2 separate regions of the Rattus norvegicus genome follow, and region 2 is linked to region 1. The links are chromatin contacts, called in public Hi-C maps. All regions are on one chromosome and are shown on one strand. Each heading gives the region's core, a stretch centred on a gene start, on an enhancer-like site or on the middle of the called end of the contact. The rest is flanking DNA. Distances are from core to core; before and after follow the strand shown.

Region 1 (4,537 bases), core at 677-3,176:
ATGTCCTCTTCAGGGGACTTGTTGGCTTATTGTTTTGAGACCTGATGCTGTGCACTGGGCAACAAAGCGGAGAATTTTCACGCCACCCAGCCTGGCACGTCTCGTGACACGTCTCTTACCTGTCTGTTCTTCCGTCTCTCCTGTCAGATCCACATGGCAGTCTACCTATCTTAACCAGTCCCTGCATAGCTGGATGAAATGCACTCGAGGAGTCTCCTCTGAACACGTTTAGGTGGCTTGTCTTTAATATTCTCAATGGATCCTAGTAAGGAATTTGCCCATAATGAAATCGGGCCTCAGAAGGGTTGGCAAGCTGTCCTGCTCCGTTGGCTAGGAGAGCTTCACAGGGAGGAGGACTCGTGGGTATGCGTGCTTCCTCCAGCCTCTGGTTCTCAGCTTGGACAGGTTCCTGGGGGTGATGGATTGCAGCGTGCCCTGACGCTGGGCCTCCGAGAGACAGAGTTTGCGCGCTGCATCTAATGAGTACTCTCTCCTGAGCCAGCTGGAGACAAAAGCTTTCAGAAGATCCGTGAGGCCAGTGAGGGAAGGTTTTATTTCCCTATGTACGTTTTCACCCAGTGGGATCCTGCAGGAAGACTGGAGCAAAATTTATCTTAAAAAAAGAAAAAAAAAAAGAATACCCTGATTGTGAAGCAGAGAATACTTTTTTAGCAAAGCTGAAAGTTTTAGAGACAAATCTCATTTTGTCTCTAAAGGAGGCTCTCACTCAGCAAACCTTCGTTAGATGTGCTGTCAGTTGCTCGTCGAGGGAGAGCTGGATGAGGAAGGTGTCAGCCAACCCGACCGTAAACGGTCATCTTTATGACTCGACAAAGGGGACCTTGGGAAATAGCTAGAGCGTCATCTGTGAGTGTAAGAACCATTTCCCTGAAGTTCTTTTGCCCGTCAGGAAACCACACCATACTGTGCTCTCTGCACTGTGGCCTATTTCCACTTTATGTAAAATGCTAGCTTTTTACCAGAGCTGATCAGGTTTGCAATGGACCAAAGTGCACGATAGTTGTGTCTTCTTTGATTGATGTGTGGGGTATTGGGTGCAATTTCAAGAGCTAGGAGGGTGGAGAGAGAACCAGGGTATGAAACACCATGTAGAATGTAGAGAGGGTGGTTTCAGAACTCTTGCTATGAATGGCTATTAAAAAAGAGAGAGAGATGTGTCTACAAGGTTGGGGTTTCTTGATTCTGTCGTCTGGTCAGAGTCTGCTTGGGCTGCACTGGGGCTCTAGAGGCAGCATTGAGAGGCCGATGTCATAGGCTAAGATGCTCGCAGGAGGCCATGTGGACAGCATGCTTTGGCTAGTAGAGAGCATGCAGGAGGTCCAGTAAAATGTGATTTGGATGGCCAACTTTCAGAAAAATTGATGTGGTTCTAGAAGGATGTTGCAAAGCATGGGGTGTGTAGTTTTTGGGACTAAGAAAAGACACAAGAGACTGGGAACATAGGTGGCTACAGGATGGGATGTGGCAAGGGACAGGAGCTGACATGGGTAAGCCTTCTTATATTTGTGGAGGAACCTCTCTGGTAGTCTAACTACTGCCTAAGGCTATTAGTCCACACAGAGCCCTTCCGTTAGTTTAGGGAAGTCTGTGTGCAGAGAATGCATGCTGCACTGCTGGCTAGCAGATCCATCACTTGATGGCTTGTGAAAGGCCCATCCACCTCTTAGCTCATGGCTGTGGGGACGGTGTTACCACTTATGGCAAAGAATACACAGGGAAGAGTTGTACCACTCTCTCCCTGCAGCCTTTGAAATCAGGGGTCACTTGGGCCTCATGACTTCTCTGGAAAGCCCTGTTTGGGGATGTTGAAAAACAGGATGCCCGTGGAGATGAAGCTTGGAGAGAGGCTGTGCTCATAGCCACCTGTCCCTGGGCCTTGCCTTGGAAGGTGACCAGCCTTTGGCAAAGAACTGCTTGCTGATAGCTTTGGGGCTTGGCTCCAGGCTCTTGTCTCCTGAGTGCTGACAGAGAAAAGATCCCTGGGCTTCCTTCAGTTTGGGTCCTGCCAAGGAGTTGGGATGACCTTAATTGACCTCAGAGAGCAGTCTTCCTGAGACCACTGGCCTTGGATTTGTCTCTAGTGCTGGGGCCCACTGGCTGGTTTCACTGTGGTTCTCAGGGATCAAGTTTCTTTTAAAGCCTTTATCCATCCTCCACTGCCCCAGAGCCTCAAACTTGCCTTTTTAGGGCAGAACATCTGTGATGATCCAGGAGTCTGCTGAGATCATGAGCTTATGTATTTGAATCTGAGACAATCTCAGGTCCTCATTATTTATGGACGATTCCGGTTATAGGCTATTCTTTCTGAGCTAGACTTAGCATTGAATAGGAAAATCCAGGACAGTGCGTGAATCAGGGCTGCCGGACACTGACTGCCTCTTTATATAAAGACAGGTGTGTTATCCTCACTTGGAATGGGACTCCATCCCCCAAAGCTGGAAATCAGTGGTCCCTGTGCATCTGCTCCCAGAGGAAAGCTGTCCTTTCCTCCGAGCGTTATTAATGTGATTTGTAGCTGGCATGTTTATGGGGTTGGCGGGTGCGAAGGATGTGCAGTGATAAGTCCAAGCTGTCTTTAGAGGAGACATCACAATTGGGTCCTGGCTTCCCATAAATGGCAGGCTTTTTCCTTTCCATACAACCCCTAGTAGTCAGGGCGAATCCTAACCTTTCTTCTTATTTGTAAAAGCAATCCATGCTTGTAGAGAAAATCACAACAAAAAAGATTAGAAATGACAAATCCTGCCGGCCCTACTGGCCCTCCTACCAGCCTGCTGACCGACAACTCCCATGCCACGTGGCAGAGCTGTGAAGGCCGCCTTCTTTTGCAGATCTCAGCAACCTCTGAGTTAGGAAAAATCTAGTCACTTCAATAATTCAGTTTCAAGGTCAACCAAAGCCCACTTTTCTTCTTCTACACAGCCTGTGCCGAACCCTCTGGCTCACAGGCCTTGCTGCGTTCCTCTTATGAGAAAGGCAGTCCTCCATCCAGTACGGGAAGAGGGAAGGCATGGCTTTCTGTTTTCCTCTGGGATAGGGCTGATGCCACGCCTACTTCTGGCTATTGGTCTATCTGTGTGGCAGGTCTGTAAGGGTGGAAGCCAGTGCGGTGTCATCTGCTGGCTCACACGGCATATGGCTCTGTGGATCACCGTGAGAATGGCTGCACTGATAGACACTTGGACCCCAACTGTGCCTTGAGCTATCGTGCAGCTCCTTCCCCCATCCCCACCCCCCACCCCAGATCGCTTACAATGACAAACTGAGGTTCCTGGATCCCTGGAGCAACTGTCATTTGGAGAATGAGCACCTGTCTGTCAAAGGGCGGAGAGGGCTACCTTGAAATGAGGAAGCATGTCTGATCATGATCAGGTGGGCGGGTGCTGGAGGGAACACAGGCAAGGTTCTCCTTCCAATTACGTATGCATCTCCTAACATGGCTTCTTGGGGCTGTTTCTGGCAGAGAGTAATGGCATAGAAGTAAGTGAAATCGGGTAAGGTTCAAACCTGGATCCAGAATTTTCTAGTTGTGTGATCAATCATTTGATTTATTTATTTTTTATTTTTTAGAACCCTGTTTATTCTTTTGTAACAAGAGAGAGGGAAATGAGGAAAGTACTATTATGAGGGTTGTTTTAGAATTCCAGGTGGCCTTGGCAACGGAACAGGTGCTTCCCTGGTGCTCGGGCAGGATCTGTGTCTGCTCTATGATATCCTTAATATGTGGAGTTCCCTGGGAACGCATTGCTCTTTCCCGTGGCTTTGCCTGGGGGATGAGTGTTCATACAGGCTGGGCACCAGGTTAACAGATTTATATAAATTAACTCATATCAGAAGCTATGTGCAATTATCTTCTCCATGTGTATTTCATTTTTTTTTTCCAGAAAAGGAAACAAAAGCACAGAGAGGTTAACACTTTGTCCAAAGCCCACCTATCAATGGTGAGCCTACAGCTTGAAGGGAGATGACTCTACTTTAGAGCCAGTGCCCCAGGCTCTGTCCTAGTGATGTCACCACTGACATCACTAGGTAAAAAGGAAGTATTTTTGTCATCTTGAAATCCAGCACCTCACAGCTCAAGAACTACGGTTTTTCCTGACTCCATATTTCTGAATCTGGTTGTAGGCGGTGGAAGAGAGATGAAACGTTGCTGTGTTTCCTTTGAATCCACACAGGCTTCCTCCTCTCACATAGCGAAGCCCTGTGCCGGCCACTATGCTCGGCACCCACGAGGCTCCATGGGAAGCTGATGTGTGCATAATTTCTCCTATGACTTCAGCAGATCGTCTTCCACTCATACCCAGGTCCTTGATTTTGTTTGCTTGCTTGCTCCTGAATGTTCCCAGTTATAGCCCTGGCAAGTTGTCTGAGATGGATCCCTCTGAGGGACCTGCCCTGTTCCCCCACAGGGGCTTCCGAGGGGGCAGGCTCCATTTCCCACAGTCCCTCCCAGCTTGGCTCTGGCCTGTGGCCTGGTTTCCCCCAGGCAGATCTACCTCTTGGGATTTGGAAGCGG
Region 2 (4,617 bases), core at 406-2,905, 41 kb before region 1:
CTTTTCTAAGAGTCAGGGCTCAACATTAACCTCACAAATCATCTATGTAGTTACAGATGAACTAGAGAGTAGTAAAGTGACCATACAGGCTTGCCCGATCCCTGAACCAGATGCGGGCGTAGGGGGTGGCGGACGACAAAGGCAAGTGACAGTTTTGCTAGGAGAACCCAAAACTACACAAAGAGGGGAATGGAAGTCCTGGAGGTGAGGTCTTGACTCTAATACAATTCGCCATTCGGTCCCTGGAGCTAAGCCCCAGGCATCGAGGCTCTACAGGATGGTAAGGAGCACTTGAGAACTAGTCTTTCTGGAGACGGGTTGGCTAGTTCCCATCTCTGCATCTCAGGCGAACTTTGAGGACGCCCAACTTTTCGGCTTGCGAGGAAGGTACAGATCACCATTTCCGCTAGATGGCGATATTTCCCCGAATCCATCCGCCTCAAGACACCCAATTTATAAAATAAATACAATCCAACGCCTTCCGAAACCACACCACATAATAACAGCACACAGGCTCCCATTAAAATCTCAGTCTCGGGAAATTGACTCTCCCCCCGAGAAAATCTAATGCAACTATACTTTAATAAGATGCAATCGAGAGTTGCATCCAAGCGTCTTTCATATTTGCACCGGCCCCCCAATACACCTGTCCCTCTTCCCTAGTTATACTCAGGGATGAGCCATGGCTCAAGTCAGGCGCTGAGTCCTCGCGGTGCCTTGCCTTCCTCTTAGGAACGTCGGACCTTTTGGGACTCTCACCCCTTAGCACCCACCCCAAGTCTGGCACACCGGACGCTCCTAGACAAGGGTCACTCACACTGTACAATGTCGACACCCCGCAACCCCCGGCAGGTGCGTTCATTTCTAGCCTCTGCAATCCTGGCCTGGATGAAGCGAGCGAATCGGGCTTCAGGGTGGGTGAGAGGGATGACCAGATGTGTCAAGAGCTCTGTGGGTCGAGGGGGCTCTCGCCCTAGGAGGAGGTGGCCGCGCAGGAGAGAGCTCCAGGCCGGTACACAGCGGGTGGGACAGGCACCGAGTCTGTCCAGCCACGCGCAACGCCTGCTGCCCGCAGGGCAGCATTTTAGGGGGAAAAAAAAAAGAAAAAAAACCACCAAACCACAAAACTTTCCTGCTGCCAAGAGCGAAGGCGATTCATCTGAGGCAAAGACCTAAGTGTGTGAGATGAGACACCGGGTTGAGGAGTCACTGATCATGAGGTGGCTGAGCGCAAGTGTCCGCAGCGCCTTGGGGACCTCAGGACCCCGTGCCCCTCGGTCCACGCTTACCTTGGCGGCTGCATGAGCCCCTCCAGCCCGCGGGGGGTTGGCACTGGCGGGGCTGCGCGCGAAGACCAGGTGTAGGGCGGTCGCTCGTGGGGCCCTGGGTGAGGTGGGAGGGGCACGGCTGGAGCTGATCCCCTCAGCTCCGCGGACTCAGTAGCGGCCCGGGGCACTCCGCCTGCTCCCCGGCTGCATGCCTGCGAGCGCCTGGAGGAGCGGGCCTCAGGAGCGGCCCGCTGGCCAGTGCTTCCCGGGCGCAGGGCTCGGGCGGCGCAGCTTGTACTTCCGAGAAGCCTGCAGAGTAGGGCGGCCCGGGCTAACCTGCTGCCTCGCCCGGCCTGTCGCCGCCACCGCCACCGCTGAGCGCGGCGTCGCGAGGTTCGTTTGCGCGCGGCAGGGAGGGGGCGGGCCCGGCGCCCCGGGAGCGGGCGGGGGGCGAGCGCGGGCGGGGCGGAGGGAGGGGCGGGAGAGGTGGGGTCTGGGTTCCAAAGGCTCCGCCCCGTCGCGGTCCCACCCTTGCTGATCCGCGCTAGTGGGTGTGTGAGGACCTGGGGGTGTGCCTGCCAAAAAGCGCACACTTCCCCGCGGGCTCACGATCCCAAGGTGGGAGCAGCAAGTGCAGCGACCCTCCCTCCCGCTAACGTATTCAACTTTCCTAACCCTGGGCAAGATGGCTTGGAATCCACGTTTTCAACCTGGGGGCCTACGGTGGTTAGAGGTTTCTAATCGTGGATAAATATTGACATCTGCCGAGACCCACCTTTTTTCTATAAGGATTTTACTCTTGTTTAAGAATCTTATTGGAAAAAATAAATAATATGTATATTGCATGTAGAGTGCGCGAATACACTCGACTAAAATTACAGGCAGAGTCTGGAGTAAAAAGACTGTCTCGCACGCCCTCCCATTGCGGTCCAGCTTCAGAGGTAACCTCCGGTCACAGCGTCTCCCTCCCACCCCCACCTCGCACACACCCGCCCCGCCCCCTCCTCGCATAGATTGCCAGAGGAAACTCCCCGGCTTCTCAAAAGGATTCTTCATGCAACTCACACACACAGTGGAGAGCACAGCCAGCCGCTAGCGGCTCATCTCTGGGTCTCACCCCAACGCCACGTATAGGTCTGAAACTCTAGCTGGGGTGTGAAGTCAGCCGGGACACGCAGCTCACACTCAAATTAGCACTGAACATTTTAGCTGCCAGGATATTTTATACAGGGTTATGACCTGATCGTCTCTTAATCTGAACCAAGCGCTGGAATTTTGATAGGATGAGAACTCTGTTTAATGAAAAGGTATCGTCAGTATTAAGACCCTCATCGTTATTTATGATCTTAAGGGATGCGGTTTTGAACTCAATGTTCTGCATTTTACTGGCCAAATGAATTCGGATAATCTATAACTGAGCTATAAATAAGCTCCGTGTGTTTTTAGCAGGAAGGGATTGGGCGTTGGCCCCTTTCTATAATTAGCCCCGACCTTGGACAAATCTTTTAGGTCTTTTGAGCCTCAGTTTCCTTGTCTATAAATAAGGAAGTGTGTGTGTGTGTGTGTGTGTGTGTGTGTGTGTGTGTGTGTGTGTGAGAGAGAGAGAGAGAGAGAGAGAGAGAGAGAGAGTGAGTTTGCATTTCCTTTTCATATATTCCATCATCCTATGCCTGGGGACACTCCCCCAACCCAATCCCCAATCCTCAAATCCCAGGGGTTGTTTTTCTCAGCTCTGACATCAATGTGTAATTACACCTTTATCTGTGGCCTTCTCATCATACTTAAGTGATCAGGAACCACTCCTTGGGCTCATCGTGCCATCCTCAGCATCCAGGAGAGCCTGGTGTAGAACAGAGGCAGAATAATTGTTATCACTTGGGTCATCCCCGCACCCCTTGTACCCCTTGTTTTTAAAATGCTCTTTGGACGGGCCCAACATTTCACAATATAGACCTAATTTTCAAAAGTCACTGTTAGAAAGTAGTCAATAGGTTTTTCTCTTTTGGGGGTACAAACAACCCACTTCCTAGACCAAGAGGGTTTAATCTCAGTTCAAGCTTGGGTCAGTGGAGAAAGCCAGCCAGAGTTATTTACCTTGGTGAGTGTGGCCAGTGAAGACAAGGAATATTAATGCCACTCATTCCATACACGATTGCCACAGAATTCTCTGCACAGGCAGCTTAAATACGCCCATAAGCACCGACTTTAAATAAGGCCATGCACGGGTGTGTTGAGTGTGTCAATAAGAACTGTGCATGGCTTCAAGAACAACCTAGAAACATTCCTAATCTAAACCTCCAGGGAACTTTTCTTTTTCTTTTAACCCTGAATTCCTTAGGAACAGGAAATAGGCTAATTTGGGTTTTTGTTTGTTTGAATACAGAGGTAGCAAACTTGGACTTGGAAGTCACAGGTATATTTGTAGTAGATTTTCCTCCTCCCCCTCCTCCCCTTCCTCCTCCCTCTCCTCTTCCCCCTCCTCCCTTTTGGTTTATCTGTGTAACCAACGCTGCCCTGGATTTTGCTCTAGGCAGCAGGCTAGCCTCGAACGCAGAGATTTGCATACCTCTCTGCCTTCCGAGTGCTAGGATTAAAGGCGTGCGCCACCACACCGGACCCCAGTTTCTCATCTGATACACAGAACAGCAGAGGGAGGGTTAAAAATGTGGCTTCATAGAAAGACAGCTGAGGCTTCTACCCCTTCCAGACCACTCTTTCCTTCCTTTTGTGAGAAGAAAGGTTTGTTCCCAGCGGAGAGGCCGGTCGCCAGCTTGCCCTCGCTGCAGCGGTTAGGTGAGAGAAGAGTCAACGGCTGGCGAGAAGTGTCCCGCGTTGGCGCAACCGGGAGGCGGTTCTCCTCCGAGCACCACGCCAGCGGGCGGGAAAGCTGGCAAAGATCCCGGGGTGTGGAGCAATTTGCTGTTTCTGTCTGTTGCAAATGAGTGGTGGCACCTGCTGGGGGAGAAGGCAACCTCAGGAAGTGAATTCAAGATGAGTAAAGGAAAGATTCCTTCTTGCCTGATTGACAAAACAGGCACATGGCAGGGCCATCTCTTCCGGCTCGGAGTACCCTACTTCGCTATCTTTTTTGATAAATTCGAGTTCAGAGTTGTAGAAATGTAGGTCGGGACTCTGTACCGAGTCAGAACCCTCCCAAAACCCAGCTAAGAGAGCCACTCTGGTCACCCCTGGCCCTAGTGACACCACGGAAGGCAACAGGTGCTGGGAACTTGCCCTTTTAGGGTATTGTGTTAAACACTTATTTCACCATCAGGCCCTGGGCTGGACCCTGCATGGAAATCCAGATTGCAAAACCATCTTTGCTCTTAGGCACCTGTAGTGGAAAACA

The links. Hi-C and Micro-C count contacts between places; a contact is called where the count stands out from the background.
Region 2: a contact with region 1 is called in a Hi-C map of psoas muscle, with 3 times the contacts expected there. The contact joins the promoter of Rgma here to the enhancer-like site in region 1. A contact is called at or near these places in 3 of 12 Hi-C or Micro-C datasets (frontal cortex, prefrontal cortex and psoas muscle).

What each region holds. Positions count from the first base shown.
Region 1 is chr1:136,495,555-136,500,091 of GRCr8, reverse strand. No RefSeq gene overlaps it. Among named protein-coding and RNA genes, the nearest start is that of Rgma, 41 kb to the left of the region's middle. Within about 2 kb of position 1,926, at least 5 of the 93 cell types and tissues checked have an H3K27ac peak or open chromatin away from gene starts, as enhancers often do.
Region 2 is chr1:136,535,820-136,540,436 of GRCr8, reverse strand. It overlaps Rgma (repulsive guidance molecule BMP co-receptor a), which reads right to left and starts at 1,655. Exons shown (of 4, transcript NM_001107524.1): 1 at 1,290-1,655. The coding sequence starts at 1,303.